2 separate regions of the Gossypium hirsutum genome follow, and region 1 is linked to region 2. Evidence: chromatin contacts called from public Hi-C data. All regions are on one chromosome and are shown on one strand. The core of a region is the stretch at or near the end of the contact, and the rest is flanking DNA. Distances in the headings are between cores, read along the strand shown.

Evidence for each region. A called contact is a pair of places that touch in the nucleus more often than the background predicts.
Region 1: a Hi-C map of leaf shows a contact between it and region 2, with 2.6 times the contacts expected there. The contact joins the promoter of LOC107961856 here to the promoter of LOC107963395 in region 2. A contact is called at or near these places in 3 of 34 Hi-C or Micro-C datasets (callus and leaf).

The regions. Positions count from the first base shown.
Region 1 is chrA06:111,622,758-111,626,358 of Gossypium_hirsutum_v2.1, reverse strand. LOC107961856 (exocyst complex component EXO84C) reads left to right here and starts at 1,914. Exons shown (of 7, transcript XM_016898019.2): 1 at 1,914-2,193; 2 at 2,724-2,818; 3 at 2,937-3,601. The coding sequence starts at 2,095. It overlaps TRNAK-UUU (transfer RNA lysine (anticodon UUU)), which reads right to left and starts at 1,809; the gene lies at 1,737-1,809.
Region 2 is chrA06:111,161,149-111,164,813 of Gossypium_hirsutum_v2.1, reverse strand. It overlaps LOC107963395 (pyrophosphate--fructose 6-phosphate 1-phosphotransferase subunit alpha), which reads right to left and starts at 2,376. Exons shown (of 3, transcript XM_016899930.2): 1 at 2,233-2,376; 2 at 1,245-1,409; 3 at 202-716. The coding sequence starts at 2,271. The coding sequence ends at 594.

The DNA.
Region 1 (3,601 bases), core at 665-3,164, 460 kb before region 2:
ATAAATTCAAGTGTGATATATCTTTAATAATCATTTTAAAAAAATAATTATTTATAATAATTGAGATATATTTCCAGCTTCGTATATGTTCAGAGTAAAAAAGTTATGATCCATAGCAACCGATTTTTTTTTTTTTGGTGTGTTGCATGAATTTTTATATAATTTAAATTATATTTTTTAACTATAGATTTTTTTGATAAAATATATAATTTATTTTTAATAATATTACATGTTTCTAAATTTATGATTAATAACTAATTTGTTTATTATGAATCCAAGTTTCTGGTCTTATACTGAACATGAAAACCAATAGGGTAAACTATAACAATGGTCCATTTTTTTCTGATCAAATTATAAATAATTTTAAATTGATTACATAATTAATTGAGATTTTTTTCATTAAAGTGACGATAAGTATTTTATGGGAGGTGATATAACAATTAAAAAATTAGTATAATAATAAATTTAACTCTCAACTTTTACATATTTTTATTAATTTAGTTATAATTTAAAAAAAAATCAACTTCATCTCTCTTCTCCTTCCTTGAAAATCAAACTAGCTTCAAATAAAGATCCAATCATTTTAACTCCCGAAGCTAAAAAATGCCAATTGATCAAAAAAAGAAAAAATAAAAAAGCTGAAAAAAATACAAGAAGGCGAAAATAGAAAAGAACCTAAAATGCAGATGAGAAGGGTATGATAGTCTGGCTTAGCAAAAGCATATATCAACTCTCAATCTATATTTTTTCTGCCATTTTTATTTAATTTATTTTTTATTCTTCTGAAATGCATCAAAATCAGGGAAACAGTAGACCACTGAGGCTTCTAATTCTTCTCTCTAATCATTAAGAAAGAAACATGTGTTTTTATATGGTGTATGTTTCGACTAGAGCTGATCATGGGCCGGGCGGTCCGGTCCAGCCCGAAGGCCCGCTTAAAAAATGGGAGGGTTTGGGTAAAAATATAGGTCCGAAAAATGGGCTTGGGCAAAAAAACGAGGCCCGGATTAATATATATATTTTTTTATTTTTTAAAATTATTTTAAATTTTTAATATAACTATTTTTTATTATATTGTTAATTTATGTATTGTTTTAAGAATTGTTTTAGTATTATTTTTATTTGTTTTAATATTTGTTTTTATGTTTTTAAATATATTTGATTTATTATATTTTTAAATTTTTTTATTTAATAAAATAAGAAAAAAAATTAATATGGGCCGGGCCGAGCCGGGCTCGGGCTTAGTAATTTTATTTCGGGTAGGACTTGGACAAAATTTTAGGCCCATATTTTGGGCCAGGCCGGGCCCGGGCCTAAAATTTTATCTTGGCCCGGCCCGACCCATGATCACCTCTAGTTTCGACCGTATGCCTTCTTCGTGAGCTCAAATGCTGTTGATAGACTCGTAAAAGTTACTGATAGGCGGTAACAGTCCAAGCATACAACGGTAGAGAAAGGAAAGAGGAGCAATGGCAACAGAGGAAAGATGAAGAAGGGTTGAGGATTATTATTTTTTAAAATATGATTAAATCAATATAAAATATAAAAATATGAAAGACTAAATTTATTATTATATTAATTTTTAATTGACAAGTCAATTTTAATTGTATTTAACCGAAATGAATCAAAATACAATAGTAATTAATTAATCGAGTGGTCAAAAAAGAAATAAAGGACAAGCAGTGATGATGATGGAGTAAAGGAAAACTGAAAAATTATAGGAAGTATGAGATTTTCGCCGTCTGTGGGAATCGAACCCACGACCACGTGGTTAAAAGCCACGCGCTCTACCGGCTGAGCTAAGACGGCTGTCTGACTACAGAGCTAATTTACCTTTGTTAATGTATATTATTTTCAAAGAATAAAAGTTAATTTGATATCCGATATAAATAAAATATAGATAGAAAAGTAAAGAGATTAAAGACTAAACATGTTGGAAAGTGGCAGCAAAAGGCAACAGCATATTAACATGTTGCTTTTTGCAGTTTGGTCCTTAGTCAGCCCTCCCTCCTCGCGATAAACGATATGATGCTACTTCTCAAACTCTCTCATTAAAACCAATAATTCACAGTATCTGTTTTACTCTTTGATTGAATGATGGAGAGCAGTGAAGAAGATGATGACTTCCCTTCCATTGAGAGCATCACTCCCCAGTCCAAGATTGATTCTGTTCACCAATCCCATACTGAAAAGGTCTTCTTTTTGTTTGATTGTTTCCCAGTCTTTGTTAAAATGTTTTTGCATTTTAGATCTTGGATTCAAACTTCTCGGTTTTCCTCTGCTTTGTTCCCCATTTCCCTACCTCGACTTTCTCTTTTACTGTGGATTTCTTTACTTTAATTTGGGTTCTAGTCAAATTTCAGGGAAAAATTATAGCTTGGTTTTCTTTGTTTTTCTATCTTAGAAGTAAGAAAGAAAGGTATTCCCAGGGATTTCATTGCTTGGGATTCTTCGCACTCAGTGGAATATATCAAAATCACTTATTTATTTGATGGCGTAGTAAAAATGGATAATTTATCTCTGTATTATTTTATATGCTTTATTGATTAAACTCTGGGAAAATGGGGAACAAATATGAAAAAAAAACAAACTATTTTTCCCTTGTTTTTCCTGCCCCTAGTTCGTCCTTTTACAAGCATGCATGCATTTACCTGTTTTCAGCCATGATTTCCTGATTTGACGCATATTCTTTATATGTAATTTTGGACATTTTGGTAATGCAGGGGATCAGAAAACTTTGCTGTGAGCTTTTGGATTTGAAAGATGCTGTGGAAAACTTATGTGGGAATAGGCGCACAAAATACTTGGCTTTCTTGAGGTCAAATAAAACTGTTCCTATTTACCTTTTTATGATAAATGAAAATCAAGTTGAAAAGTTTCTAAATATTGTTTTATTTATTTCGGTTGAGTAAGTTTGATTGTAATGGTAATTGTAGAATGTCTGAAGAAGTTGTTGAAATGGAGCACGAGTTGGTTGAGCTACGAAAGCATATCTCTTCTCAAGGGATTATTGTGCAGGATCTAATGACCGGGGTGTGTCGTGAACTGGAAGAGTGGAACCAGGAAAATGCTGATACTAATGACCCACCACTAGACCCTAAGGTCGATGATGTTCAGGAAGAAATGGATGATCCCAAGAAAAAATTCCTGGAGAAAATCGATGTTCTTTTGGCTGAACATAAAGTTGAAGAAGCACTGGAGGCTTTAGAGGCTGAAGAGAGAAATTTCTCTGGAGATTCTTCAACTGAATCATCTTCCTACAAGTCTTCATTTCTAGAAAGGAAGGCAATGCTTGAGGATCAGCTTACTGAGATTGCTGAACTACCTGCAGTTAGTGCTAATGAACTAAAGAAGGCGTTATCTGGTTTAATTAAGCTTGGGAAAGGTCCTTCAGCACAATTATTACTTCTGAAGTCTCGTGGTTCCCGCCTGCAGAAAAACATTGAGGTTTTTCTTCCTTCATGTTCTGTCTGTCCAAAGACATTTCCTGCCGCACTGTCTAGGCTTGTCTTTTCTATGATCTCATTGACAACAAGAGAATCTGGTTTGATATTTGGCGACAATCCTGTCTATACCAATAGAGTTGTTCAGTGGGCAGAGT
Region 2 (3,665 bases), core at 1,127-3,626:
GATAATTTATTTCATTTGAAATGGTTGATATAATTAAATGTAACTTACAAAAAATATGAAAATAATGTAGTAGACATGATTCTCACAATAATACATATTTATAATATTCATGTTTAAGATTTTGGGACATATAATGATTGTGTTATTTTTAATTTTGCCTAGTTGACAAGAAAAATACAAGATAAAACATTGATACACGAATTTTCAAATCCAAAGAATGCGTTGCTTCAAGGTTGAGACAAGACAAGTTAGTATATTGTTTTCAGTAATCCAGATAATTGAACAATAATCATCAAACTATATTTCTGACGCTTGCAATGCATAATGTCGTGTGCTGTCAACTTACAGGTATTGAGCATTCCCACGTTCTTGGATGAAGCTAACCATCTTTGAACAAATCTTTGCTTCTTGGATAAATTCTAACGTAAAAGCTGGTCCAGACAACTAGGTGACTACAATTAGTGGAACATAAAAGTTTAATACGGAGATACAGATATGAAATTCTGCAACGTGCATTTTCTTCTAAAGGAAATACCAGCAGCAGATTCATCCTTGGTGTACAACAAGATCATGGTGTTGGAGTTAATTCTTGTTCACAGTAAGGAACGGTGTTTTGGATATGACATGAAAGCAAGTATGCCTACTAGCGAGGACATGGAATTCAATGCCACCTTCAACACTTCTTCTGAACAACCTGGTTTAATCATTATCTTCACCTGCAACATACCAAGCTCTAGGTTAACCTCAGGGTTAGACTTATTTAAAAGTTGTAGAAGGTTTTTAATTTACACAATTTGTTTCACAAGAAGCAAAACTAGATATGCCCCAATATTAAAAATATACATACATAATGCCCATCCTGAGAAAACCAGATCATTGCAGTCAAATTTTGATATAAAATACGGACTGTGAAAGATACAAGAAATTAAGCCTTCTCAATGAACAGAAATGTACCGGTTGAGTTCAAAGAGCATGAATCAGCAAGGGGTTCAAAACTCAAAACATTATAGTAAACATATTTCCAAGCTGAAAATGTTCATATCTGAACTAAAGAAGGCAGTAATCTAATCAACGTGGATACTGCTACACTAATCTTCTTTCTGCCCGTCAATAAAAGGAATCCATGTTTGCTAGCCACACAATTACCAACAAAACACAATCCAAGAACTAACAGAATTTTCACATGCCAAAACTTTTAAAAGATGAAAAACAGAAGGGGTAAGTGGGAATAAGTATATATATACCTTTTGAAGGTAATCCTGAAATTCCTTTATCTTTCTAATGTGATCTTCATCCTCGCTGTGCGTATCCATAAGCTCCATACTGGAATCTGGTTCTTCCAACAATGTGATTCCTGCTTCTCGATAGAGCTCATCCATTACATTGTTTATGTTATCTGATTCCTCTGTCTGCTCCCAAGGTACACAATTGTCATAGGGCATCAGTATATTGGATTATCTTATGGATTGTGTCAAAAGACAGAGAGCTATTGCCACCAAACTTCATATGCTTGCTATTGACTAGGAATAAGAAGAAATGAAAAAGAAATGAATAAAAACTAAGGAAACAAGGAAAGAAGATTTTGAACGAGTTATGCAGGAGTAAGAACATACACCATAGTCTCAAACAAAGGGCTCAGTGACAGGGATGTTTATGTCCATCTCAAGCAAATTTGACTTTATTTTGCTTGAGAACCACAGAAAAACGTTTTTCATTGTAATATGAAGGACAAAAAAAATCGGTTTTTTAAAGCTTAGCAAATTGTGTAGCTGAAGGATTTATTACACAACAAAGGAATCTCTCTGTTATTGTGTAGCCTAAGGATTATGTACCAGACATGGCTATTCAAATCTCCCATATCACAAAAAGTTCCTCCAACCACGCTAAAACTCTCCTTAGCATCTAGAACATCAATAGTGTGTAAAGCAATAGACAATTTAACAAGTAAATTTTTACAAGTCACCATGAAATCCTCAGATTCTAGCATAAAATAAATTTTTTAATCATACTCAAGATAGACTAACTTGGTATCAGAAAACAAATCATTCAAATACCTTGAATACAAAAAAAAATAATAATAAATAAAGTAGTATGATTTATAATCCAGCCAGATAAAGTAGGAAAATAAATTGGGGTTCTTTCTTCTTTGTGGCATTCTGCCAATGGGAGTAAGTTTTCAGATTAATATTACCAGTTAAAATTGAAAAAAATTTAAGCCAAATGAAAACGTACCATCTTACTAGAAGAACCAAGCGTATCAAGCGAATCCATTCTCGTCTAAAAAAAGAAAAAAAAATTGTTTGAATTGGGCAATCCTACCTGCCCTTCAGCTCCATGCAGTTTACTTATTTTTCATATTTTTGTCAGCCTATCTCCATGAAACATGCGCAAGTTACAAGTTTACCCCTAATTGAAAATGATTTAACATGGGCTAGGCCCAAGAAAATTGCAATTCGAGAGTCGAGATTATATTGGCATTCCTTTGAAAGCCCTTTTTCTTTTCCTTTTTATTTTAACCAAGAGATAATAAAATAGGCTTGAGTTTGAAGGCTGGCTAGAGCCAATTTGATATTAAGTTTGATCAAATCTATATCAACTTAAAAAGTACAATTTTGAGGGATTAAGTATTGAATGTAGTGGTAAGATACATCGTATTTTCAATAGCCTTAAAAATGATATTATTGGGAAGGACAATCCTAAACCCTAAACATAAATTATAAAAGTATCCAAAAAAAAAAATTTTGAAGCTTTAAAATATTTAGAATTCAAGAAAACATGAGTTGAATAAGATTCAAACTTAAAACACCCAAACTTTTAACCTATTTAGTTAAGGCCGAAGATAAAACTAATCTAAAATTTGAAAATATAACCCTCAAATTTATACCTAAAAAGCAAAAAGCACATTAATATAATTATATAATAATGATTTATTAACAATAAAAGTAATTAATAATTAATTTTATGTTAAATTATGAATTTAGAAAAACTCTAGTTATGAATTATATTTTTTAAAATATAATCATCATATATAATAATAAATATGCAAAATTACCATTAATTCAAATATACAAAATTCAAATAAATTTTTTTCAATAGTATAATCATAAATTTCATGTATAGGCATATTATAATTTTTCATTAAATTTTAAAATACGATATAGCATTACATGATATAATAATATACAATTATTATATTTATATTATAATATATATCTTTATACTATAATATATTAATTCATATTTTATATATTAAAATTTTAGCTAAACTCAGTCATAGGAATATCTTATTAATCATGTTCATAATGTACACATACATATAATTACCCTATAGTAAAACAGGTTTTTAGCGGTTTTTGGATAAAAAAAACCTTATAGATTGAGAACTAGCAGTGTTTTTTGAAAAACGTCGCTATAAAAAATGCCACTATAGATCTAGTATTAGCGGCGCTTTTTTAAAAGTGCTACTATAGGTAGACCATTAGCGGCGCTTTTCAAAAAACTCCGCAAAAAATTTAAGCACAACACCGTGTTTGAGCTTTAGTGGCATTAGCAGCGCTTTTTAAAAAACGCCGCTATAGATCGAGTATTAGCGACGCTTTTTGAAAAACACCGCAAAAAATTAAACAAAACCACATCGTTTTATGTTGAGCTTTAGTGTCACTAGC